2 separate regions of the Callithrix jacchus genome follow, and region 1 is linked to region 2. Evidence: chromatin contacts called from public Hi-C data. All regions are on one chromosome and are shown on one strand. Each heading gives the region's core, a stretch centred on a gene start, on an enhancer-like site or on the middle of the called end of the contact. The rest is flanking DNA. Distances are from core to core; before and after follow the strand shown. Region 1 holds the start of ADAT1 (adenosine deaminase tRNA specific 1). Region 2 holds the start of LOC100403392 (transmembrane protein 231-like).

What was found. Hi-C and Micro-C count contacts between places; a contact is called where the count stands out from the background.
Region 1: a contact with region 2 is called in a Hi-C map of skeletal muscle, with 6 times the contacts expected there. The contact joins the promoter of ADAT1 here to the promoter of LOC100403392 in region 2. A contact is called at or near these places in 2 of 3 Hi-C or Micro-C datasets (both in skeletal muscle).

What each region holds. Positions count from the first base shown.
Region 1 is chr20:33,033,441-33,038,855 of calJac240_pri, reverse strand. It overlaps ADAT1 (adenosine deaminase tRNA specific 1), which reads left to right and starts at 2,346. Exons shown (of 10, transcript XM_078357777.1): 1 at 2,346-2,403.
Region 2 is chr20:32,901,513-32,906,231 of calJac240_pri, reverse strand. It overlaps LOC100403392 (transmembrane protein 231-like), which reads left to right and starts at 2,310. Exons shown (of 6, transcript XM_078357780.1): 1 at 2,310-3,306.

The sequences.
Region 1 (5,415 bases), core at 1,097-3,596, 130 kb before region 2:
AATAATCATCTCACCAAGGGAGGTGGTGGAACATCAAGGCCAGGTAAGGGGCTATAGGTTTCAGGCAGTACTATCAGTGCAGACCACTAAAAAAGGCTGCAAGGACTGATGATGTCATGAGTGACTTTACAGAGTGGTTTAATGGAAGGCGGTCTGACCTTAAGGAGGCTGGGGATAGAAAGGAACTGAGGCAGCAGTAGACAACTTGTATGTGGGGGTTGGCAGGAAAAATGACAGATAGTGTGAAAACTAAAAGGGACAGAAGGGTCATAAAGTCCTCTCATTTCTTCAAACAGCTGCAGGCTCACAATTTGCTATTACGCTGGGGTGAGCAGAAACAGGCATGGTCCCAAACTTCATCAGTTTTCTAGACTTGTAAGGAGAATAGATATGTAATAAATCATTCTCCAGAATTGTATAAAATGGCAGCTTGGGTAAATGGTTTGAAGGAGAGGTCCATGGGGTATGGAGAAACTCTAATGGACCTAGTTAGAGATTTCCCTGAGGACATTAAATCTGAAGGGAAGAGGGCTTTGCATGGTATGGCAACAAGTGCAAAGGCCCCGTGGTAGGAACCAGCATGGAGAAGACAGAGTATAGAAGCCCAAAGAAATATGGCACCAGGTGAGGCAGGAAGGGGCTGGCCATGAGGTCACTGGAGGTCTGGAGTTCAAGACCAGACTGGCCAACATGGTGAAACTCCATCTCTACCAAAAACACAAAAATTAGCTGGGTGTTGTAGCATGCACCTGTAAGCCTACTTACTCTGGAGGCTGAGATAGGGGAGTTGCTTGAACCTGGGAGGTGGAGGTTACAGTGAGCTGAGATTTCCCCACTGCATTCCAGCCTGGGCAACAGAGTAAGACTACATCTTAAAAAAAAAGAAAGAAGTTCTGGAAAGTCATTCACTGAAGTACTATTTAAGCAGTAGGGTGACATCAGATTTGTGGTTTCGAAAGATAAGTCTTGCTGCTCTGTGGAAAATGAATTGCAGTTAAGCAAGAAAAGGTGGAAAGTTCAGAGATCGATAGTGGCTTTTACTAGGGTATTGGCATATAGGGAAGTGGAGAAAAATGGATTTAAGACATAAGAAGAAAGATCAGCAGGACTTGGTAATGAATTGCACTAAGGGGATTAAAGGAAGGGAAATGAAGAAGACTCACTTTTTAGTTTCTGCAACTAGGTAATACTAGTCCCTGAGATAAAGAACCCTAGAAGAAGGTCCTTGATGCCCCTTACCCCTACTGGAATATTTCTATAAAGACAGAAGGGGCAGTCAGTTGCAGATGAAAGACATTGGAGAGGAATGCAGAGTAGTCTGGCCTAGGAGGAGGGCCATGGCCCATTTCCTTTGAACTAGAAAGGTTGGGGTTCAGCAAGTTGCATAAACTGAGGAATAACAAAAATGAATTCTTTAATTTTTAGCAATTGAAACATTCAGTTAGTGGGTGGCAAAGGCCCTGAACTGTCCAGACAACTATATTACATATTCCTGGCAATCGAAAAGTTTTTAGAACTGCTCTGTCCACTGCATTGTAATAGTACTGTACTACAGTAGCCAATTAGCCACATGTGGCTATCCAGCATATGAAATGTGGCTGATCCAAATTGGGCTGTATTCTAAGTGTTACATACCAGATTTCTTAAACTTAGCATGGAAAACAACAGAACTTAAGTATTTTTTAAAATATTGAGACCGGGTGCTGTGGCTCACCCCTGTAATCCCAGCACTTTGGGAGCTTGAGGCAGGTGGATCTCTTGAGGTCAGGAGTTCAAGACCAGTCTGGCTAACATTGTGAAACCCCCGTCTCTACTAAAAATAACAAAAATTAGCCGAGTGTGATGGCACGCACCTGTAATATCAGCTACTCAGGAGGCTGAGGCAGAAGAATTACTTGAGCCTGGGAGGTGGAGGTTGCTGAGATCAGCTTGGGTGACAAAGCGAGAGTCCATCTCAAAAAAAAAAATTTTTTTTATTTTATGTTGAAATAATATTTTGGATGTGCGGGTTAAATAAAATATGTTTTTTTCTATTTTGACTTTTTTAATGCTATTGGAAATTTTTTAATTACATATTTGGTTGAATTATATATCTATTGGACAGTGATGTTATAGATAGAATTCAGCCTAGTGCTGCAAGATACATCATTCTAGTTGAAGGCATATCTAAGCCAGCAGGCGGCTCCCATCATCCGGTTTTACGCATCCCTAAGACGCTGCCTGCGCTGCGGGACTTGAAGCGCTGGAACAGCAGCCTTGGCACCGACCCCCCGGGAAAACTACAAGGCCCGGCGTGCACTGCGCGCCTCTGGGGCGGAAGTCGGAAGGAGTCGGCGCTTTGTGACGTCACGTCCGTGTTGCCGCCGGATTCAGATCGCTTTCTCTGAGGCCTGTGTCCTGGAGGTGGGAGGGAAGCGTCCGCGAGGCCTTGGGCCGCGGGGCCAGTGCATCTGGGCTAACTTTACCGAGTCTGTTGAGGGAAGAGATTGTGAGGACCGTGTCTTCGGGATGCGTGTCACGTGAGAAGGCGCTCCATGCCAGGAACTGTCAGCAACTGGCACTTGGAGAGCTCTTGCTGCGGACGGGCGCGGGGCCTCTTGCCTAGTAGCCCGCAGGACCCAGTGGGTCCGGCGCTCACGCTGTTTCCACTGCACGGCCTCAGTGCCTTCCCTGGCGCCTCCCGTCCTGTAACTGGCCTACTCGAGGTCCCACCCCGCCTTCTGCAGCGGCCGAGAAGGGGGCTCTGCTTCTGGGAGTATTTAGGAAGGGAGCCAGCGTTAGGCAGGAGTCCCTTCCTCCGAGCATCGCTCAAGGCTTTTCTCCTCTGGCAGCCGATTTCCTTTTCTTTGGAAAGGACGTCAGTTTTTTTAGCTTGTTGCAACTGTTCAGAGATGCCGTCTGTGGGCAAATAAATGCCTTTTTAACTGAGCTGTTATTTTCAGCTAAGAAGTTCTTCAGGTTTTTCCGGATGTAGGAGGGGATGTAGACTCGAATTATAATGGATCCCGTGTAGCAAAACATTTATTAATTTCAACAATTGTGCATGCTCATTCAGACTCAACTACCTGAATGAGATGATGTCGTTCTGGGCTACTTCATCTTAGGGAGTCATTGTTTCTTCTGGCAAGTTCTACCTGCCTTAGCTATTGAGGTTTGTGAATTGCACCTCTGGTTTAATTTCAGGTCGATGGCGAGGTGGTCTTTATAAAATATACTGCCTTGTGATGCAGTCCCTTCCAAATGAGGATTCTAGGATCTCCTATGCTTTCTTTTTTTGACAAGAGTTATTCTAGCCCTCTGACTTTAAGGCACAATGTCTGTTTTCTTGCAGATTGTTGCTTGAAATCACTATGCGCTGATTTACCTATTATTCACTACAGTAGCAAGCCTGCGCATTGCGATGCAGAGGGACTCAGCAATACTTTTTTTTGAGACGGAGTCCCACTCTGTCACCCAGGCTGGAGTGCGGTGGCACAATCTTGGCTCACTGCAACCTCCTACTCGCGGATTCAAGCGATTCTATTGCCTCAGCCTCCCAAGCAGCTGGGATTACAGACACGCCACCATGCCAGGCTAAATTTTTGGATTTTTTTAGTAGAGACGGGGTTTTGACATGTTGGCCAGGCTGGTCTTGAACTCCCAACCTCAGGTGATCTGCCCGCCTCGGCTTCTCAAAGTGCTGGGATTACAGGCATGAGCCATGGCATGTGGCCAGCAATACATCTTTCAAAAGCAACATGCACTGCGGCTCAGGAAAGCCTTTTTTGTTTTCCAGTTTTTTGTTTTTCCATTTTTGTATGTGTGAAACAGAGTCTTACTCTGTCACCCAGGCTGGAGTGCAGTGGCACAATCTTGGCTCACTGCAACCTCTGCCTCCCAGGTTCAAGCGATTCTCCTGCCTCAGCCTCCTGAGTAGCTGGGACTGCAGGCATGTGCCACCATGCCCTGCTAATTCTTGCATTTTCAGTAGAAACAGGGTTTCACCACGTTGGGCAGGCTGGTTTTGAACTCCTGAACTCAGGTAATCCACCTGCCTCGGCCTCCCTCTCAAAGTACCGACTTGAGCCGCCACATCCAGCCTTCAGTTTTGTTTTACAATGCTTAGCTATGTCTATCCATACAAGCTCATCTTCTACTAAGAAGCTTTTTGTATAATTGAGTCCAAATGGGGTCAGGATGTACCTAGTGAGCACTGATAGAGCCAAGAGTGAGACATTCCCAGCAAAGCATCCTAGGAATCTGCTTGATTATTTTTTTCTTCATGGCTTCCTATGCCCATTATAGCCCTCCCCCTTCCACCCCCACCACCAACTAGCTCAAGGCAAATTAACTAGGAAAATCATCCAATGTTATTTCTTATAATAGTAATCACAGTTGACCTTAACTATCCTCAACATTATAGCAATTGCTTTTTAAAAGTATCATTTAATCCTCACAATATCCCTAAGTATTATTGAATCTTCACAATAGTCTAAATAAGTTAGATACTGTTATTATCCCTATTTTGACAGATGAGGAAACAGACACAGCAAGGTTAAGTAGTCCATTCAGCATCATTTGTGGCAAAGCCAAAATTAGAACCCAGAAAGGGTGAATCCAAAGCCCACACACACACTTAAGTACAGCTCTGTGAGAACACTTAACTGCTGAGAAATGTCTCAGTGGGGAGTTAATAGAGGGCGGTAGCGAACCACTCTGCTCTAAGGGAAAGAAGAGAAAAATAAAATGCCTGGAAAAAGAGTAAGAACATGTATCCAGAAAGGTAAACCTTATACAGTGAGGGTCTGCCCAAAGCAAGCGAGTCTGCAGCCCTTCATGTGCTGTTTCCAATGAAAATTGGAGTAGTTAGAAATACTTGAGCAGCTGGTGAGTAGAAAATTAATTAAAAAAAAAAAAAAAGTCCGGGCGCGGTGGCTCATGCCTATAATCCCAGCACTTTGGGAGGCCGAGGCGGGTGGATCACAAGGTCAAGAGATCGAGACCATCCTGGTCACCAAGGTGAAACCCCGTCTCTACTAAAAATACAAAAATTAGCTGGGAATGGTGGTGTGCGCGTATAGTCCCAGCTACTCCGGAAGCTGAGGCAGGAGAATTGCTTGAACCCTGGAGGCAGAGGTTGCGGTGAGCCGAGATCATGCCATTGCACTCCAGTCTGGGTAACAACAGCGAAACTCCGTCTCAAAGAAAATTGGAGTAGTGAGGACATTTCCCTCGTGTCCTTTAACGTTGAGTAGAAGATGGATACTCATTAGAAATGTGTCAGATATCTAACATTAAAAAAGAAAAACTTGAAGAAATAGAATAGTTTGGGGAATTGGTAGAATTTGGGGTTCTTTGATCTTTCATTAAAGGTGAAAAAGGGCAGGGACACAGTAGGAGAAAATGATCCATAGAGTTCCAGATAAAGAAGCAACA
Region 2 (4,719 bases), core at 1,061-3,560:
GAGGGCTGGCAGAGCTGCTGTGCTCCACCTAGACCCTGGGTAGGTCCCTCTGTGTCCAGCCTTCCTTTTTCTCCAGTCCACCGAGCCCGAGGCTGCCTCATCTATTGCAGCTTCCTTTTGGTTTATGGCTTCTTTCTCCAAAATGTGGTGTAAAAGTTAACCATGAGGATGTGGAAACTATTTAGTTTCTTTTCTTTTTTCTTTTTTTTGTGAGTTGGAGTATCACTCTGTCACCAGACTGGAGTGCGGTAACACGATCTTGGGTCCCTGCACACTCTGCCTCCCAGATTCAAGTGATTCTCCTACCTCAGCCTTCCGAGTAGTTGGGGCTACAGGGACCCACCACCATAGCAGGTTAATTTTTGTATTTTTAGTAGAGATGGGGTTTCACCATGTTGGCCAGGCTAGTCTTGAACTCCTGACCCTGTGATCTGCCCTCGTCGGCCTCCCAAAGTGCTGGGATTACAGGCATGAGCCACATGCCCCGTCACAATATTTAATTTCAAATCCCTCTTAGCCAGCTATTAATTTTGTGGCTTCAGCCAAATTATTTTATCTCTGTTAAATAGGAATTTCACCTGTGAAATGAGAAGAAAAGTAATAACTTCACTCGGTGCTTTGCATCCCTAACATAATCCATAGCTAGCATTTGGTTTGGTGACACCCAGAAGATGTTCAATTAATACTTACTATTAGTCATCACAAGCCTCTCCATCTCGTGGAACTTTGTGGAAATCACTTGAGAGTTATGGTCTGCATGTTTCCCCTATGTCCTTGTGTTGAAACTTAACAGCAGTGTGATATTAAGAGAGGAGGGGCCTCATGGGATGGTTAAATAAGGAGGGCAGAGCCCCTGTGTATGGAATTAAGAGCCTTCTAAAAGAGCTTGAGAGAGTGGGTTCACTTTGTTCCTCCATGTGACGATCGGTAGTGTGAGCAGTGAGGAGCAGGCCCTCCCCAGATACACAACCTACAGGCGCCTACATCCTGGACCTCCAAGCCTCCAGAACCATGAGAAAATACATTTCCATTCTCTCTTTTTTCTTTTCTTTCTTTTTTTTTTTTTTAAGATGCAGTTTTGCTCGTGTTGCCCAGGCTGGAATACAATGGCATGATCTCAGCTTGGCTCACCGCAACCTCCGCCTCCTGGCTTCAAGCAATTCTCCTGCCTCAGGCTCCCGAGTAGCTGGGATTGCAGGCACACACCGTGATGCCTGGCTACTTACTGTATTTTTAGTAGAGATGAGGTTTCACCATGTAGGCCAGGTTGGTCTCAAACTCCTGATCTCAAGTGATCGACCCACCTCAGCCTCCCAGAGTGCTGGAATTACAGGCGTGAGCCACTGTGCACAGCCAAGACCCCATTCTCGCAAAAAAAAAAAAAAGAGAGAGAGAGAGAGAATTAGCTAGTCGTGATGGTGTATGCCTGCAATCCTAGCTGCTCAGGAGGCTCAGGCACGAGAATCGCTTGAACCCAGGAGGCAGAGGCTGCAGTCAGCGAAGATTGTGCCACTGCACTCCAGCATGGGCAACAGAGCGAGATCCTGTCTCAAAACAACAAAAACCCAATTACATTGCACTCTACGGAGACTGTATATCCACAACCTCCCTCCCATTTCGGTCCCACATCAGCCTTTGAATAGGATTTTTACTATCTGATTTAAATAGAGAATGTTTTTTGTTTGTTTTTGTTTTTGAGATGTCACCTAGGCTGGAGTGCAGTGGCACGATCTCGGCTTACTGCAACCTCTATCTCCGGGTTCAAGGGATTCTCCTGCCTAAGCCTTCCAAGTAGCTGGGATTACAGGCACGTGCCACCACGCCCTGCTAATTTTTGTATTTTTGATACAAAAATAGAGATGGGTTTTGCCATGTTGGCCAGCCTGGTCTCGAACTCCCGACCTCAAGTGATCCACCCGCCTCGGCCTCCCAAAGTCCTGAGATTACAGGCGTGAGCCATCGCACCCGGTCTGAGAATGTGATTATTCTATTCATGAAGGTTGCTTAAATATTGGGGTCCAGACCTAGATACTACAACGTTCCAGATCTGTTCTGATCACTGCTTTGCCACATCCCTAGTAAATCCACAGCTCTAGTCTGGTGGGCCGCGTGCAATTCCCTTGTTTTCTTACAGGCACTGCCGAAAAGGGCAGAGCAGAGCGCGCAGCTCGCGGGCAGGGACCGCTTCTCCAGCAGGGGGCGCGTGCGTGAAGCTAGGTTTGTGCAAGCCGAGCCAACGTCGGGGCGGGAACAACCCTGGCCCAGCCCCCGCCGGCTGCAGCGCCTTGTGATTGGAGAAGGAAACGGTCACTTGGCGGCACCGTTCGGATTCAGGGAAGAGGGCCCGACTGGAGCTGACGCTGTTGCCCAGGACGGAATGCAATGGTGTCACTTCGGCTCACTGCAACCTCCCCCTCCTTGGGTTCAAGCGATTCTCCTGCCTCAGCCTCCCGAGTAGCTGGGATGAGGCGAGGAGGGTGCTGGGGGCTGCCCGCTGCCGCACTTAGGGCGCTCCTCCCTCAGCTCTCTGTGGTGAATGGCAACGGGATGGAGCGCGAGGGGAGCGGCGGCCGCGGCGTATCGGCTTGGTTATGGGCGTCCCAACTCCTGGCGGCGTCCCGGTGCGCCGCCGACCGGCTGGGTGGGCGCTGTCCTCCTGTACCGGGGGGGGGGGGGTCCCGCTGCTCACCCGGAGCCCCTCTCCTCGCCGGCCCGGAGCCCCGCTGGGCGTGAGGTGGGGGGAACGGCCGCCGGTGGGCTCGGGACTGGAGCCCTCTCGACCGCCACCCGAGCGGGTCTTGCCCTTTGGAGCTTCCGAGCGCCCCAGTTTCAGAGCTGCAACCCCCGTGCCCGGGAGGCGGTGGTCTCCGCCCTCTCTGGGTTGCTCCACCGCGTCCAGCCTCCTTCTAGGGGCCTTGGAGCTGCTCGGCCCGGCCGAGGGGTCAAAGCTCGCGCTCCCCTTGCCCGGGGTCTGCAGCCCCGCCCTTTGCACCGGCGGCTCCTCAGCTGATCGCGGGCGCCTCGGGCCGAATCCACCCTCTCCGAGACCCTCTCCGCTTTCCAGGATTTTCTTTACGGGACCTGGTGCCACCTGTTGCCTTGTTCCCACTAAGCCATCAAGAGCTTTGGCACAGCTTCCTTTGAACTCTTCTGCCCCCTGCAGCATGAGCTGGTTGTTCAGAGTTCCAGTGCCAGGAAGAACTGCCCGTGCTCGGAGAGCTGGAGGGAGGAGCGAGGAGGACTTCACCTGGGAAGACGGAGAAAGGCTTTGAGGGGAGGCGCAGTTATTTGTGTTGACCTTGAAAGGCAAGAAGACTGGGGCCCGTGGCCCTGGAAGGGGAGGTGGGGCTTCCCGCAGAGGGGACTGAGATCTTCGTAAACAACGGGGGAGCAGAGCCGAGGGAAGGAGGACGGGACTCCTGACTCTAGTCCCAAACAAGGCACCTGTGATTTCTCATCCCCTGAGCAGTGACTGCCAGGCGCTGTTCAGCGGACACCTGGGACTTGCAGCGTGATTATGTGCCCAGGGTTTTTCCTGGTGGGGACTGTGAAGTAGCTGGTAAGGTAGTCAGGCAGGTTGGGGTCAGATGCAGATGTTAGCTTGTGGTCATGCCCGAAAAGAGAATCGGGCAGCTCATGTTATCTCAGAAGGTGCTAGGATCACATTTGACAATTATGACAAAAAAAAAAAGATGATATTCTATGGGCCTTGTGTGAAAAACGAAATGTTCTTGCAATATGGAGGTACTACTGGGACCAGATTAATCTGTTTTTGTTTCCTTATTTTTTCACCGCTTTTTTGTTGTTATTGTTTTGTTTTGTTTTTGAGAAGAGGTCTTACTCTGTTACCCAGACTGGAGTGCAGTGGTGCGACCTAGGCTTACTGTAACCTCTGCCTCCCGGGTTTAAGTGATTCTCCTGCCTCAGCCTCTCCAGTAGCTGGGACTACGGTGGCTGCCACCACACCCGGCTAATTTTTGTATATTTAGGAGATACAAGGTTTCACCATCTAGGCCAGGCTGGTCTCAAACTCTTGACCTTGTGATCCACCCACCCCAGCCTCTCAAAGTGTTGGGATTACAGGAGTGAGCTACCGCGCCCAGCCTTTTCATCTCTTTTTTCAAAAAAATTTCAAGCCTGCCAAAACATTGAGAGAACAATACAACAATACCCATGCTCTTAGATTCGGTAATATTTTGTCTCTAGCTCTTTTTATGCATGGATGTATGTACATATGTACATGGCACAGTGCATCAGAGCCATTTGATAGGAAGTTGCAGAGGTCATGGCACTGATGCCTCCTACTTTAGCATATGTCTTGTAAAATTTATTCTTTCATGGCCGCAAAATATACCAAAGGAATTTTTTTTTTTTTTTTGAAATAGCATCTCGCTCTGTAGACCAGGCTGGAATGCTGTGGCAAGATCTTGGCCCACTGCAACTGCCGCCTCCAGGGTCCTGGTTCAAGCATTTCTCTTGCCTCAGCCTCCCGAGTAGCTGGAATTACAGGAACGCCCCACCATGCCCAGCTAATATTTTTGTATTTTTAGTACAGACGGGGTTTCACCATGTTGGCCAGGCTGGTCTTGAACTCCTGACCTCAGGTGATCCCCCCCCTCCTCAGCCTCCCAAAGTGCTGGGATTGCAAGCATGAGCCAATGCGCCAGGGCATACCAAAGGAATTTCACATTGATAGAGTAAAGGTATCTAATGGACAGG